Regions from separate parts of the Pan troglodytes genome. Here region 1 is linked to region 2. The links are chromatin contacts, called in public HiChIP or PLAC-seq maps. All regions are on one chromosome and are shown on one strand. Each heading gives the region's core, a stretch centred on a gene start, on an enhancer-like site or on the middle of the called end of the contact. The rest is flanking DNA. Distances are from core to core; before and after follow the strand shown.

Evidence for each region. HiChIP or PLAC-seq counts read pairs in DNA pulled down with a chosen protein or histone mark.
Region 1: an H3K4me3 HiChIP or PLAC-seq map of stem cell-derived excitatory neurons shows a contact between it and region 2, with 2.6 times the contacts expected there. The contact joins the promoter of AKR7A2 here to the promoter of MICOS10 in region 2. A contact is called at or near these places in 1 of 1 datasets of contacts at active chromatin or transcription factors (stem cell-derived excitatory neurons) and 1 of 1 other capture datasets (stem cell-derived neural stem cells).

Annotation. Positions count from the first base shown.
Region 1 is chr1:211,885,678-211,889,140 of NHGRI_mPanTro3-v2.0_pri, forward strand. AKR7A2 (aldo-keto reductase family 7 member A2) reads left to right here and starts at 1,923. Exons shown (of 7, transcript XM_001163068.7): 1 at 1,923-2,330. The coding sequence starts at 2,033. It overlaps SLC66A1 (solute carrier family 66 member 1), which reads right to left and starts at 1,887. Exons shown (of 8, transcript XM_054680171.1): 1 at 1,799-1,887.
Region 2 is chr1:211,605,396-211,608,682 of NHGRI_mPanTro3-v2.0_pri, forward strand. MICOS10 (mitochondrial contact site and cristae organizing system subunit 10) reads right to left here and starts at 1,262. Exons shown (of 4, transcript XM_009449727.4): 1 at 1,084-1,262. The coding sequence starts at 1,147.

The DNA of each region.
Region 1 (3,463 bases), core at 673-3,172, 280 kb after region 2:
CCTGTCACCTAGAAGCCAGGCATGGGCCCACTTCCTGTTCAAACAGCACTGAGCAAATGGATGTCCAAGGTTGCAATGGAGCTTGACCTCATCTTCAGGGATGGGAAGGACCCCAGAAGTGGTACCCTGGAATCACCCTTGGGGGGTGCATGTTCAAAATCTGGAGTCAGTGCACCTGGGCTGGAACTTAGAGATTCTGGGTTTAAGAAGCCCTCCAGCGATTCTGCTCCATCTAGTGCACTTTGAGAAAGGCTGGGCTGGAGATGACATCTCCTGCCACACCCAAATTCCTCTCCCTGATCCCAAGCTGAGTCAGGGATGCTTCGGGCACATGATCACAGCCAATCATGTGTCCACCTTTGTCTACAGGATGAAGTCCAAATTACCTGAGGCTAGGCCTCAAGTTACTCCAAGAACTGCCCTCCCAACCTTATCTCCTGCCTCCTGACCCACGTCTTCAGTCATTTCAGGTCTCCAGGCTTCTGCACGTGCCATCTCTTCCCCTAGAAGTGTCCTGCTCCCCTTCAAGGGCCTAGTCATGAGATAAGAAGACTCACTTCTAAACTGCCCTTTCAAAGATGCCCCATGAGAGCTGGCTGGACAGGACCTTCCACCTCCTCCTCTCCCCTTGTCCACACACCTGAAGAACGCTACCACCGTCCTCTGCGACCACTGTCTTTGAAACGTACTCTCCCCACCCTGGGTTGTGCATTTCTTATTCTCCAGGTGTAAACACACCTAGAGGTTCAGCAAATGTTGAGAGACAGTGAGACAAAGAGAGAGGTAGAGAGAAGGACAGAGTGAAGAAGAGAGGAAACGGGTGAGGAAAGGAGAAAGGGTGGAAGAGAGAGAAGAGGAAGGAAAGGAGAAAGGAAGGGGAGAAAGCTGTGAGCTCGAACAGCCCAGGGTTGAGGAGAAAAGCACTCTGGAACAGACCTGCCCGATGCCTACCAGTCTGGAACTCAAGTGATTGAGCTTCGTAGTTCTCATCTGAAAAGTAGGGGAATAATGCAATACCCACCACCTAGGCTGACTGCAGAGTTAAATGAGACAATCCAGGCCAAGCGATTACAAGGGTGCCTGGCACTGGCACTCAACACCAACAGCCCAAAATGACTATTATTTGTTCTCATTGTAGCCCCTCCAGCGTCCGGGCACACAGGCGCCTTCAGTAAGCGTTGATTAGACATGACCTGTGACCCAGGCCCGGGACCCCTCACACTTCCAGACTCAGACTCTCCATTTACACGTTTGGAAACCTACCCTAAGCACGGCGTGGGAGGAGGCAGTGTAGGCAGGCCCTCGGTCCCTGCAGACCTGGGGAGATTGTGGAGGGAGGAGCGTCCCAGCTCGGGGCTACCACCCACTCCAGGCCTCGGCGTCCTCGGCCACAGCTCCCTCCTGGTGACTCAGCCCGGCGCGGGCCGCCTGTTTGGAGGGATAATGATAGGACAGCTGCTGGGGCCAGCGCCGCGAGGGCCCCTCGCCCGGCCGGCCCGGGAAAAACGAAGCCATCAGATGCCAAGGGGCCGGTCGGCCGGGGCAGGGCAACTCCTGGCCAGGCCAGCTCGAGAGGCCGCGCTGGTCGCCTTTGAGGTGGGGGGCCACTGGCTGCGGATTCCCGAGGGCCACCCAGTCCCGGCCCGGAGCCTCGTCCCACGATATCGCGCCACAAGGAGGGCGCAGGAGCCGGGACAGTCCAGCGGCCGGAGGAGAGGGCTGGAAGGATGTGGCAGGGAAGCCCAGGAGCCCCGACCCCCAGCCGTGGAGTTTGCCACCTGCCCCCGGTCCGGCTCACCACGTCCAGATCCGCCGCCAGGGCCCAGCTTCTGGGTCAAGGCCCGCCGGGTCAGCTGACCGCGCGCCACCGCCCCCGCGGGAACCGCAGGCCCCGCCCCCACGCCGCGCGCTGGGCTGACCGGGCCTGGAGGCGCCGCTGGGGCCACGCCTGTTGTCCCCGCCCCAACTGCCTCCGCGCTCCTCCCCGGCATGGGCGGGGCCCCCCGGCTCCCAACGCGCAGGCGCCGCTGCTATGCTGAGTGCCGCGTCTGGCGTAGTCTCCCGCGCCGCCGTCCACTGCGCGCTTCGCTCTCCGCCGCCCGAGGCCCGCGCGCTCGCCATGTCCCGGCCACCGCCACCGCGGGTCGCTTCGGTGCTGGGCACCATGGAGATGGGGCGCCGAATGGACGCGCCCGCCAGCGCCGCGGCCGTGCGCGCCTTTCTGGAGCGCGGCCACACCGAACTGGACACGGCCTTCATGTACAGCGACGGCCAGTCCGAGACCATCCTGGGCGGCCTGGGGCTCGGGCTGGGCGGTGGCGACTGCAGAGGTAACAGTAGCCGCAGATCCTCCCCATGCATCGTGTAGAGCTGAGCCCGTCCCTAGCCGTGCACCACCCCGCTCGGGCCCGGCCGCGGGCAGCACCGACGGATTCGTCCCTCGCTTCCCACCCCAGGTCCACCCCGCAGCTCTGGGAACCCCAGGACAACTAGACAGTGCTTTGCCCTGACTCCTTTCCCCCACTCTCCTTCCCCTGGGAGTTGCAGCGCGAGAGTCTCCCCCAGCCTGGTCTGGCCCATCGCTTCCCACCTCCACTGATGCCCCCGCCTCCAAACCTGCCAGGCGCCCACAACCGGTCCCCACCCAGGCTCTCCCCCTTTTCTCTACCCCTTCGTTACCATCATCACGCATGCACACCCTGGGCACCCTTTTCTCATCCTGGCCTTTTCTTAACCACTAGAATTTGACCTGTGCAGCTGGCAGCACCTCTGCCTCTCTCAGGGAGAACTGTGGCGATGCCGTAAGGCTGGCTGGGAGAGTAGGAGTGTTAGGGAGTGCGGACAGGTGAGGGTGTAGGGACTTTCTATCCACTCTATGCCAGGCTTTGACTTGGGGCCATAGGAGGGAAAGTGATTCCAGCCCTCCACAGGGAGTTCAGAGTCTAATGAGGAAGATTGAGGTAATGATTGCTGGAGAGCCCAGAAGAGAGAGTACTTTGGGGAGCTGCAGGCCGGGGAGAGGCACTAGGGAAGGCTCAGCAAATGCTGGATGGAGCTCAGCCTTAAAGGTTCAATGGTAGGTTGGAGGAGAACAAGAGAAAGGAGCATTAGAGTCTGTGCAAAGACTTGGTTTGGAAATGCAATGTGCGTGATGTGTGAAAGGAAGGCCACTGGGCAGGTGGGGCTTGAGCAGAGGATGGAGGGGACTGTCCCTCGTGAGCCTGGTGCCCTTGATAGCCCTTGGGAGGGTGCCTGGCACTCAGTGAGGGCCCAGGGAACGTGGGCTGTTACCCTTACCATGCTTCACCCACTGGACTATCCCGAGGCTCTTGCTCCCCACCCCTGAGGAGAGGTTCTCTCTGGGTCCTCCTGAGTCATAGCGCGTGGGGGGTCAGGGGGGAAAAGAGGGCGAATGTGAATCTCAGGCCCACGCTGTTTCTAGTTCACCTGGCTGCATGTTGTT
Region 2 (3,287 bases), core at 12-2,511:
GAATTCAGAGGTGAAATGGTAACTGATAAACTGTTTCATTTATTTACTCACTCTCAACAATTTTTATTAAGCACTCTTTTAGGGGCTGCGGATGGGGCAGTGACTAAACCAGAAAACATCCCTGCTCTCATGGAGCTTACAATCTTATTCCTCAATGTTTTCATTCAAAGACACGATCCTAAATCCTCTTAAATACCCTAACATTACCACACAAAAATATCACATTTGGGTAACAAAAATTAGCATCGAAGAAGGAACATGGGACTTGACCCCAGAAAACCTGGGTAAAATCCCTAATTTTGCCATTTGTTAGCTGTGACCGTGGGCAAATTCCTTCACCTGACTCTCCATTTCACGGCCTGTAAAAAGATTATTTCGCACAATGAAGACAATATACGCTCAATAAACGAGTTTCCTTTCTCCTCCCCACCATACAGTGACTTCATAATTTGTGCCGTCACTGAGCACGTGTTAAAGGACTACGCAGAAAAACTTAACGTGAACAACTTCTTACTTTCCAGCGCAATTCTCATTCCAGATCATCACCCCTCTAAGTTCAGGCCCCAGACTACTCTGATTCAAATAAATCAGGTGGCAAGTCGGGAATGACAGCAACTCGCATCAGGGCCTGGCGGTGTCTATGAAATGCTCCAGGTGACCTTCTCCAGAAGGCACTTTGGTTTCCGCCGGGGAGCAGCGTGGCCTCCTGAGCCGGTTCCCCGCCGCGTGCCGGGGGATGCACCACCCGGGAGGAGAACCCCGCGGCTCCGGCACGAGGGTGTGCCCCGACACTGTCTTCCACTCAAGAGCTCTGCGACTCTCCTGCCACCTGCCAACCCCGACCACCTCCTCCGGGCTGCAACTCCACCCCGCACACGGGCTGCTGCTCCGGCTCCTCGGGTCTGTGCCCGCCGCCCGAGTGACCTCCCGCCGGGGCCCGGGCGGCTCGCCCTGGCCGGAGGGGCCGGAAAAGGCCGAGAGGCCTGACCTCCCATGGGGCTTCCCTTCCTTCCTCCTGGGCAGCGCAGCCTGGAGCCAGCAGCTCTGCACCGGCCGGGCCTGCTGGGGCGAAAAGCCCCTTACCTATCTTCACGACCGCATCCGCCAGGCACCGGTCCCACTTCCTGCCGAGCTCCGACTCAGACATGTTCCCCACCCGCGCCTCCAGCTTTCCTCTCGGCCGGCCCCCGCGCTCCGACCCCTGAAAGTCTCGCGAGAGCTGGAAAGAAGTCCCAGGTCAGGAAGGCCGGCGCAGACGCTCCAGATATCGCGAGATGATCCGCTGCTTCCATCCCTTCCGGTTTTTTCAGTTGGTCGTCAAGGTGACGAGTTGCCTGGAGGCTCGAGGTGACCCTGACCTTGGGGCTGCGCCTATGGGTTGCGAGGCTGACAGTTTCCTAGGCGTCACCCCAAGCCGTGACCAGGCCTTTCCTCCGCACCAAAGTGCGACATTGGCCCTGGAAATCCCCCGGGCAAGAGAGGGTACAGACTTGATTTATTCATTCATTAACGTACTCACCTTCACTTTCCCTACTCACTCTCTCATTCGTTCACTGGTTTCTTGCATTGGAATTCCCGCCTGAACCACTAACACCGAAACTGCTCTGGGAAAGATTACCTACCGCCAAATCAAATGGACGCTTTTCTGACCTCTGTACCGCATTCCACACAATTTTCCCTCCCTCTGATCCTCCCTGGCTCCTCTATTCGTTTCACTCCCGGTAACGCCACTCTTTCCTCTTCTCCCCATCTGCTGTTGTCTGTTGGTTTCCTCCAGGGCGGCCTTTTCTCTGCCAGCTGTTTAAGGACTGTTGGTTCGCAAGCTTCCATCAATTCTCTTTTCACTGTACAGACTCTCCCTGAGTAATTGCAAACACTGCCAAATTATATCTCCAGGTAAAACGTCTACCTCAGGCCTCCTATCCATGTATATATTTACACACCCACCCACACACACACACACACACATACACATACATACACAGGGTGCCCTCTGTATCTGTGGGTTTTGCATCCATGGATTTAACCAACCATGGACCAGAAACATTTTTGAATCAAATAAAAAATAATGCAAAATTTAAAATACAGTACAACTATTTACCTAGGATTTACATTGTATTAGGTATTATAAGTAACCTAGAGATGATTTAAAGTATATGGGAGCCAGCACAGTGGCATGCGACCGTAGTCCCAGCTACTTGGGAGGCTGAGATGGGAGGATTGCTTGAGACTAGGAGTTCGACTTCATCTCTTAAAAAAAAAAAATTTTAAAAAAGGATATGTGAGCATGTGTGTAGGTTGTATGCAAATACCACGCCATTTTATATATGGGACTTGAGCATCCTGCATTTTGGTAACTGCGAGATCCTGAAACCAAATGCCCACAGCTATCAAGAGAGATTGTATATCCAGCCTACTGGCTAGTGTCATTGATTTTAGTCTTCCATCCTACCAACAAATAGAAATCTGACCACGTTATGCCTCTGATTAGAAGCTGTCAATGAAGGCCGAGAGCAGTGGCTCACACCTGTAATCCCAACACTCTGGGAGGCTGAGGCGGGAGGATTGTTTGAGGCCAGTAGTTCAGGACCAGCCTAGGCAGCATAGTGAGATTCCTGTCTCTACAAAAAATTTAAAAAATTAGCCAGGCTAATGTGATGTGTGCCTTTAGTCCCAGCTACTTAGGAGGCTGAGGTGGGAGGATCACTTGAGCCTGGGAAGTGGAGGCTACACTGAGCCATGTTCATGCCACTGCACTCCAGCCTGGGCATCAGAGTGATACCCTATCACAAAAGAAAAAAAAAAAAAAGCTGTCAATGACTCCCATTCATACACTGGATCTATCCAAGCTTCAACACTGCACTGATTCTAGGAAGCCTAGTCAGATAGAGCTTAGAGCTGCCTTCCCCTTCTCATTGTCCCACTACTCTGCCTACCCACATTGATTTCTCTATCTAGTACTGAAACATCTGGTTGTAGATATTATCTGCTAGTAGAACTAGAAGTTGCCCCTTCGTCTTCCTACTTCCAGTCAGAGCACAATGCCTTGGATAGTAGGGTCTTCTATGAAATATTTGTTGAACTGAATTGAATTTATTCACCTATTTATTTGTTTATTTATTTATTGAGAGAGAGTCGCGCTCTGTCACCCAGGCTGGAGTGCAGTGGCGCGATCTCGGCTCACTGCAACCTCTGCCTACTGGGTTCGAGCAATTCTTCTGCCTCAGCCTCCAAAATAGCTGGGATTACAGGCGCCCACCACCACGCCTGGCTAACTTTTTGTATTT